3 separate regions of the Rattus norvegicus genome follow, and regions 2 and 3 are each linked to region 1. Evidence: chromatin contacts called from public Hi-C data. All regions are on one chromosome and are shown on one strand. Each heading gives the region's core, a stretch centred on a gene start, on an enhancer-like site or on the middle of the called end of the contact. The rest is flanking DNA. Distances are from core to core; before and after follow the strand shown.

What was found. A called contact is a pair of places that touch in the nucleus more often than the background predicts.
Region 2: a Hi-C map of frontal cortex shows a contact between it and region 1, with 3 times the contacts expected there. The contact joins two enhancer-like sites. A contact is called at or near these places in 2 of 12 Hi-C or Micro-C datasets (frontal cortex and kidney).
Region 3: a Hi-C map of frontal cortex shows a contact between it and region 1, with 3 times the contacts expected there. The contact joins two enhancer-like sites. A contact is called at or near these places in 3 of 12 Hi-C or Micro-C datasets (the A7r5 cell line, Schwann cells and frontal cortex).

Annotation. Positions count from the first base shown.
Region 1 is chr9:72,693,664-72,696,592 of GRCr8, forward strand. No RefSeq gene overlaps it. Among named protein-coding and RNA genes, the nearest start is that of Fastkd2, 33 kb to the left of the region's middle. Within about 2 kb of position 1,513, at least 11 of the 93 cell types and tissues checked have an H3K27ac peak or open chromatin away from gene starts, as enhancers often do.
Region 2 is chr9:72,862,697-72,865,625 of GRCr8, forward strand. No RefSeq gene overlaps it. Among named protein-coding and RNA genes, the nearest start is that of Cpo, 50 kb to the left of the region's middle. Within about 2 kb of position 1,410, at least 14 of the 93 cell types and tissues checked have an H3K27ac peak or open chromatin away from gene starts, as enhancers often do.
Region 3 is chr9:72,829,604-72,832,532 of GRCr8, forward strand. Cpo (carboxypeptidase O) reads left to right here. Exons shown (of 12, transcript XM_039084310.1): 9 at 1,196-1,280; 10 at 1,499-1,500; 11 at 2,136-2,183; 12 at 2,186-2,453. The coding sequence ends at 2,245. Among named protein-coding and RNA genes, the nearest start is that of Cpo, 17 kb to the left of the region's middle. Within about 2 kb of position 1,423, at least 19 of the 93 cell types and tissues checked have an H3K27ac peak or open chromatin away from gene starts, as enhancers often do.

The sequences.
Region 1 (2,929 bases), core at 263-2,762:
CTGGACTGTCTGCTCCCAATCAGTTGGAAAGGTCTGTGTAAATGAGCCCTTGTGGGCTCCTTCCCTTTATTTCGCAGGGCAGAGAACAATCTATTTTCAGTAAACGTTGAGTGAAGACACGAAAGAAGGAAGCTATGACCAGAAAGTCTTCAGAGCAACTCAAGAGCCTGTCTCTTAAAGCCTTTTGATTCCTCTGATTACCTTGTCTAAAATAATTTATGTGCATCAGCTGTTCTGTGGCACATCCTTTCTGAAGACTATTGTTTAATGGCAGGAGACAGCTAGAGTTCTGACCCCGGGGAGTGGGGAGGTGTGGGTTGCTATGGAACAGGACAGACAGAAAAGAGCACACCAGCAGACTCCTTGTTTCCTCAAAATGCTGCTGTGTGCCCTGCACTGAGGACACAGAAGGACTCTTCTCTTAGAGATGTGCTTCACAAAGTCATTTTCTGTCTCACTCATTGCAAACAGACAGTTTGGAGAGGCAACTATTTATGTCTTTTGTCATAGAGTAGGATTTCATTCATATTTTTGTTCCTACCTTCATTTCAGAGTGTTGCCCAAGACCTGAACTATCTTTTGGCAAACCATCACTTTTTTTTCCTGGTGCTAGATTCAGAATAAAATCCATTTATACTTTAGCTTTTTATTAAGAGTTGTATCAAATTTGAAAATCGGAATTCTGGGTTGTTGTATTTTAATGGGACATGGCAGCATTCAAACACATTGTCTCATATGATTTTTACAACAGACTTGTGAAATGGATGAGGCAAAAATCAGAGGTAGAAGGTGGCATGATGCTATGTGACTCTCCTCTCAATTCCAGGCCTCTTAAGTGAGGAGGACCACATGCCATGCAGAACTGCGTGATTTTGCTTAACCTTTGCAAGTGTCTAAATCCCAAGTCAGCAAGCCTCGTTGGGTGCTGCCTGCTTCCCATTGTCATGTGACTCATGTGTGATGGGATTGAGGGAGGAAAACAAGAAGGACTGACCATTTCTTTGGTGAATGTTTTGATGGAGAATCACAACTGAATTTACTCGGAGGGAGAAACTGGTTGTAGCATTATTGTTTGTTTGTTTGTTTGTTTGTTCAGGAAGGAATATAGTGAGTCCCTTTGTTAGAGTACCCCGACTCTCCTCAGAAAAGGTGAGGGTGATCAGTATGTTAAGAGCTCAGTTAAAACCACGGAACATGAAAACCAGGTAAACTGGGGGTTCCCTGTGAACATGCGCCTTCGTTAGAAAAATGGAATTTGAGGCTTTAAAACACAGCTTGTTTCCAAGTAATTGCTGAGTTCCCCCAAATCTTGTTTAACATATTGCTGGGATAATGCAGATGAGATGGTTAAAAATGGAAGGAAGAAAAAAATTCCCCAACACCCTTAGCAGAATTTGCAATTCATAAAGTTACTGCCAATTTTGCGTTATAGTTGCCATGGTAGCCATGCTAGGCTTCTGCTCAGACATTCCTCAGAAGGGGAAGGAATAGTATATAATAAGCTCTTCAAGTGTAATTTTTTATTGTAGTTGAATTAGTCTGTAATTCTCGTGCGAGCAGCCCAGTAATCCGTGATTGCGCACTCCAGTAGCGATGCCGATTTCTTATCTGTGTGCTTATGCAGTCTATGAAAAGTTGCTGCCTGCTCCCAATGCTTGCTAATTAACTATAAAAATATAACAAAAAAGCATTATCGGCAATTAATTAATTACAAAAGCAAAAACACGAACAATAAAAACAGCCTTCCGAACATGACTCCGAGGGACTGACTGGCTTGTTAAACGGAAGTGCTTTGAGCCAAGTTCATGTCTCACCCTGCTCCTTTCATGTTTAGAGAAGGCCTACATATTAAATAAGGGAAGTACCCATCAGAGCCAGTCGCTAGATAAAATAATACATTTTTTTGTGTGTGTACATAGAGAGCTTTTTTTTGAAAAAAAAAATGGGAATTTTCTTTACTTAGCTTCAGGGAACTGAGTCTAAGAGCTGAAGTTGCACAGCCCAGGTCTGGCACAAAGGCAGCTTTGGGTTCAGTGCCCTATACCTCAGGACTATATTTCACTGAGGAAAGACACTGTAGACAAGTCGTTCTTATGAGTTTGTTTTACATTGTGACAGAGTGGCTAAGGATGGGTACTTTACTGGGCTGCTCACATGAGCAGTGCTAGCCCTGGAGTGGCACCTCTAGTGGCATTGCATCATGGCAGTTGCCAGCACGTGGAAAGCACATGTGAGTGGGAAAACTCACGTAGTGAGACAGGAAGCCAAGAGCAGAAAGGGAAAGGCTCTTTGACCACGATCATACAGACCCATATTCATCTCCTTAGTGACTCAATCAGCTTGCAGAAGACCCCCACTTCTTTTAAACATTGCATCACCTCCCCAACCTTGAGCTTCCAATGAGCAGCCCTTAGGGCACATGTTCAAGACATAGCCAGACAATAGCACTGTGGTGGTTTGAATAGGTTGATCCCCATAGACTCATGTGTGGGTGTGGCTGATGGGGAGTGGCACTATTAGTGGGTATGGCCTCATAGGAGGAAGTGTGTCACTGTGGGGTAGGTTTTGAGGTCTCTACAATCAAGCTCCTCCCAGTGTGGAAAGAGAGCCTCCTGCTGACTGCTTTCAGAAGAAGACACAGTCTTTTTTTATTTTTTTGTTGCTGCCTTTGTATTAAGACGAAGAACTCTAGCTCCTTCTCCAGCACCAAGTCTGTCTGGACTCTGCGGTGCTTCCCAGGATAGTGGACTGAACCTCTGAACCTGTAATCCAGCCCTAATTAAATGTTGTCCTTTATAAGAGTTGCCTTGGTCATGGTGTCTCTTCACAGCAATAAAATACAAACTAAGACAAGCACTCATTGGCCTTTGAGGCTGAAGTGTCTTCACTTGTATAAGGTCAGAGCTTTGTGGCAGTACTTATTAGAGTC
Region 2 (2,929 bases), core at 160-2,659, 170 kb after region 1:
TATCTGTTTCTCCTTCTTCCATGATGACAGAATGCTTGATTTCCCATTGGAGAAAGCCCTGATTCCTGGCACAGATGCCATTCTACTCCAGGACTTAATCCTATTGCTTCCAGATGTCCATGTTTCCACACCTACACGAATTGCCTTTAGAGTGAACACATGATCCAGTTTGGAACAATAAATGCAGGGAGACTCTCCCTAGGGGGGGTTGGTGAAAAGTTCTTCCTTGGTCTTATTAAGGATTGGGAAAGATTCCCGTTCTTCCTCGCCCACTCTCTCCCTCCCCCTTCCCTTCTCTCTTCTCACTGGCATTGGTGATAACAGAGCTGTGAAGCCATTTCTGGAACCTGAGCTAGAGAGCAGTCTTGGAAGAAAGATATGACATCTCAATAGACAAAAGGCCCTCATAGCCATGTTGCCCCCTCAGAATATGGTGGATCTCTGCCTTCAGCCATATCTAAAGTCATAGTCTCTTGAGTCCAACTGTGTGTGAATCAAAATTCCACTATTTGCCTTAGCCATTTCAAATAAGGCTTTGTTTTTTGAAACATAAACTATCCTAAGTGATAGACTACAGGGAGTGGGAGGAGGAATGGATTACAGTCTGGGAATGTCACCACCCACTTGTTTTTGGCAAACTTTCATGTGCAAACCCTCCCCTAGAGTCCTGCAATTTGTTCACATTTTAAAACAGGAACAGACAATACAGCATCCATGATAATGACTCGTGCAGCATCCTGACCTGACTGTGAGTGCCTTCTCTTCCACTGGGTGTGTCTGACTTAAGAATTTTGTGTGTAGCACATTGGCCCCTGCAGTCATACTGGCTTCATTTGGAAGGCCTCCAATTGCCAGCACAGCTTTTTGTAGAAACATCTCCAAGACACACGAAGAAAATGACTTCTTCTTCTTCTTCTTCTTCTTCTTCTTCTTCTTCTTCTTCTTCTTCTTCTTCTTCTTCTTCTTCTTCTTCTTCTTCTTCCTCTTCCTCTTCCTCTTCCTCTTCCTCTTCCTCTTCCTCTTCCTCTTCTTCTTCTTCTTCCTCTCTCTCTCTCTCTCTCTCTCTCTCTCTCTCTCTCTCTCTCTCTCTCTGTGCGTATTCCTTCTTAAGTTTATATTAAAAAAAAAGTTTTGTTGAAACAGCATTTACATCCTTCTGAACACCTTTGGAAATAATCAAAGGACTGAAGATAGCTTAGGTGTTACTTAAGAGTCATTTTATAATCTCTCTCTCTCTCTCTCTCTCTCTCTCTCTCTCTCTCACACACACACACACACACACACACACACACACACGTCTAAGAACTGACTTAGGAAGGGGCTGAATGCAAAACCTCATCCTGGCCATGCATAAGACCCAGGAACCCGTCAATCAGCTTATCTTCATCTTCTTTCTTTCCCACAATTTTTCCTGAGCTCTCTTGTGAGAGGGCTGTGGAATTTGCCCACTCATGGAGGTTATTGTGCTCCTAGATGGATCTTTTAGAAATAATAATCTCAGTTATTATCATGGTTAGCTCTCTCTCTTTGTTTCTTTTCTTCATTTACAGTGCCTAATGCCATCTTTGACCAGATGGAGAATGCAATTAAAATAAATATAATGTAATATAAAAATAAAACAGAACATATTGCTTTTGCAGGGCAATCTGGGCCCAAGATTTTCTGCAGTGGAAATTACTGGCTAAATAAACCTATCTCCTCATTGACACAAAGCTGCGAGAAGAGGCAGGTTTCAACAAAAAAGAGAAAGAAAATGTGATTATTTCCTAAATCAAGGCAAGAGAAGTTTTGCCCAAATGGAAAATTATTGAAGTAGAAAGGTTTTTCCTTTCTATCTTTATATAAACATCATCAGAAAAGTCAATACCACAATGCAGTGCTACAGGGAGTGAAAATAAATGGATGGGGTCATCTCGAAGAAGCTTCCAGTTTAGTCGTGCGGAATCCACATTGGTGCAAAGGAACCGGAGCTGCACTCCAGGTGACCTTGAATAAGGAGATATCACAACTGTATTCTGGCTATGTGGTACCCTGTGCCCCTCCCTGTGTTGCCACATCTGAAATTCAGTCTCGCCAGCAGACATTTCCAAAAGAGAACAGATGGACTATGGCCGCTAACACTCAGTCGTTATAGGTATTATCTCAGTAAAGGTATACAAGCAACACACACTCAGATGTGCAAACATGAGGATTGTTGGAAGGATCCATGCTTTTTTCTCTTACTTAGAACGTGACAGTCCTGCACTCTTGGAAGACGGGAACAGAGACTTGAAACCTAGGACCCACAGAGTCCCAGCAAGGCTTCGTGTGGCTGTGAGTCATTGGCTTCTACCTCTTTCCAGGCACCACCTCTCTCTTTCTCTCATTTCACAGTAGTCTCTTTTCACGAGGTGACCTTAAAAGAATGTCATTTCCCCAGAGGGAGATTCTTAAAACACTGATTATCACCCCAGATTCAACATCCTGACAGGCTCTAAGATTGAGCCAGCTATCCATCTCTGACCTGTAAAGGAATTATCTGTTATTGCAAGTACAGTTTCAAGAATTCACCCATTTGAGTGGGTGGGTCATTCTCAGAAAAGGCACATCTAGCCTGGCATGGTGGTACACACCTTTAATCCCAGCACTCAGGCAGAAGCTGGTGGCTCCTGGTGAATTCCAATTCAGCCTGCTCTACATAGCAAGCTCCTGCACAGCTAGAACTCCATAGAGAGGCAGGGAGAGAGAGAGAGAGAGAGAGAGAGAGAGAGAGAGAGAGAGAGAGAGAGAGAGAGAGAGATCAAAAGTTCTCCCATTATGAATTTGTTCCAATTAATTAAAGATATTTCAATTTTCTCACTTATAATCACTTCTGTGATTACAAACCATAAACTGTATTTTCATTCTTTTCTTCATGACGTATCTGTTCCTCCTTTCTAAAACTTGAAGG
Region 3 (2,929 bases), core at 173-2,672, 140 kb after region 1:
AGAATTGGGGGAACTGATACACCTCTAAGTGCAGCCTGGTTGACTGGGACCAACACCTCTGAACGTCACAGTGTGGGCAGGAGTGACAAGGGGTTTCGGTGGTGTCTGTGTAGAATCTAAGCATTTAGAGGATTGGCTATCATGTTGGGATGTCTGGAATCAGAAATACTTAGAAGGTCTGTCAACAGTCATATGTGAAAGTTTTATCAGGAGGTCAGGAAGAGAACGTAGCAGAAGTCTGATAAGTGATAAGCTTTAGTAGTGACTGATCTTGGGAAAGAATCTGTAGAAAGGAAGGCTGACACTTAACAGATTGTCTAGTTCTGAGGAATTTCTTGAAGAATCGGGAGACACAGAAGTAGAGAGATGTATCAAAGATCTGTAAGAAAAAGCGAGTGTGTGAAACCACAAAAGACTATGAACTAAGAGATGAGAAAGAGACAACATGGGAAGAAAGAGAAGCCAGCGGGGAGATCAGAAAAAGATGCACAGAGAAGCTGATGTTTGAGAAAGTGGTCCCTCAAAGTTGGGTAAATTCTGATAGGTAGGGGTTCTAGGTAGATGTAACATTCTAGAAAAGGAGAAGCTAAGGGACATTAAGGGAGTTTGACTACAATTGGGGTAAGTGTATAGGGGGCATTATTAGAATGATAGATTAGGAACATATTGTAGAGGATCTCAAAATCTAGGCTAGGCAGTCTGTGTTTAATTCAGTGGGCAGAGAGCAGTTACTGAACGCTTTTCAGCAGGATCAAGAACATAGATATGTGCATCCGGAAGCCACGTGGGGTCAACTCGGATAAAGATTGATGGGAGGAAAAGAAATGTATTAGAAGACGCAACAGGCTAATTTTGGGGTAATGATTCTGAGATGGAGTAACGCAATGGAAAGCCACATTGGTGACTTGGGGGGGGGGAGAAGCTAAAGAAATCCACAGGACTTTACACATGTGCTGTAGTAATATGCAGGACCAGAAACAAGGAAGTTGGAACAGTCTTGCTGGTGGAAGACAGAATGAAAAGAAGTGTGGGCGTGGTTAGTGTGGGCTACCAACAGCCTACCTGGATACTAATGCCCAACGGGTGGTTAGAGAGATAGTCTAAAACCTCAGGGGTAGATCTGTACAAAATATAAAACTCTTGGATTGTCGGATTTATTTTTAACACCAGCTCTCTCGGCATTTCCCACCTACAGATTCAAGTTGGACAGAAGGCGGCAAGAGCCCTGAAAGCAAAGCATGGAACCAATTATAGAGTTGGATCGGGTGCAGATATTTTATGTAAGAATACTTTTTCTTCTCCTTCTTCTTCTTTAATGGTATCCAAGGCACAGAAGAAATCAATGAAGTTTAGAAGGTGAGCTGGGCCAATGAGTAGGAGTTCCTAGGACCCACAGAGAGCTGTATGAATCAAAATGACCAAGGATAAAAGGAAGTCTGTGTGATTCAGTATTGTACTCTCTGGGGATACGGCGTGAGTGCAAAGGAAAAACAATGAGATGCTGGCTCAAACCAGAATTTTCCCTGGCTTGAGTTTAAAAGAGCTGGCAAGTCAGAAGGCACAGGAGTTAACAGGAGGGGGGTTGTCCTTTGAGCCTTGGTCAGTTGGTGGCAGTCCCAGAGGACCCACCTGCCAGGAAAACAGATCAGAGTAAGCCTGGGGAAACAGTCAAAGAGAGATTTCAGCTGACAGTGCATGCTCCTTCTCCAAATCTAAAGTATACCCTAGCACCCGTCTTCTAATCCCCAAACTACTCCCGTACCCACAACCCCACCCTTAGCTCCTGGGGCCCACCTAGCTAATATTTGTGTCATAATTGTCCTGTGATTCATTTGCCTGTTTGTTTTTTTAATTCCTTTGTGAGAATTGGTCCATTCGATTCTGCCTTGCAATTTGATGTCGCCTCATTTTTTGATCAACTGAGAAACTTTAACCAAGTCTCTGCTATGTTCCAGGCACAAGGAAGAGCAAGGACCCAATAAAAGGCAGTTTCCATAGGAGCTGTTTACCAAGGACGGAGTGGTCCTAATCAGGGACAGCTCCTGCATTTTACAGGGAAGCCTTTATTTGATGGCAATGGAACCCCACCTTTCAAAGTCTGATTTCTACACTTATCTTCCCGTTTTCATTTATAGATGCTGTCAGGATCCTCAAAAGACTGGAATGGAGGCATTGGGATCCCCTTCTCTTCTCATACACATTTGAGCTGGTGGACAATGGTACCCATGGGTTTGCTCTGATCTAGTGCATATATGAGGAGACAGGGAAACCATTTTCTTACCCCTTGATGATGTGTATGAGAATTACTGGCCCAAAGGGGGCACTCACTATCTCGGCAGCAGCCATGCTTTACTTCTTCACATGTCTCCTTTAAGTATGTCCTACTCTGGCCTGCTTAGCCCCAGTGATGGGGATGTGGTTGGGGTGAAGGTGTGTGTTGCACAGCAACCAAACCCCGGAACTAAAAATGCTCTATATTCTAATAAAGAGTCGTGCTAGCATTTTAAACATTTGTTTTGCTGGTAATTAATTTTTATTGCTCTATAAGACCGTTGTATTACTTAGCTATTAACAACTAGAAAGCTATAAACTAAACCCTTCTAAAACTCAGTGGAGCATGCACCTGTACACCAGTGAGAAAATTCTGCTGATCTTGGTGCTGCCTGCTGATGCAGCTGAGCTAAGTGGTCGGCAGCTGGTTGACCAGGCTCGGCTGGACTGGCTGAGGGGCAATATCCATGCTGTCTGGACCTTTCCTCCCCAGCAGGTTTGGTCTAACATATAGGAGGGCATCAAGTCTCAACCTACAGGCGCTATTCAGATCTTTGCCTGTATCGTATTTATTAATATCCGATTTGTGCTGCCTAGTTTTTATGTGAACTTGACACAAAGTAGGGTCATCCGGAAAGATGAAATCTTAATCAAGAAA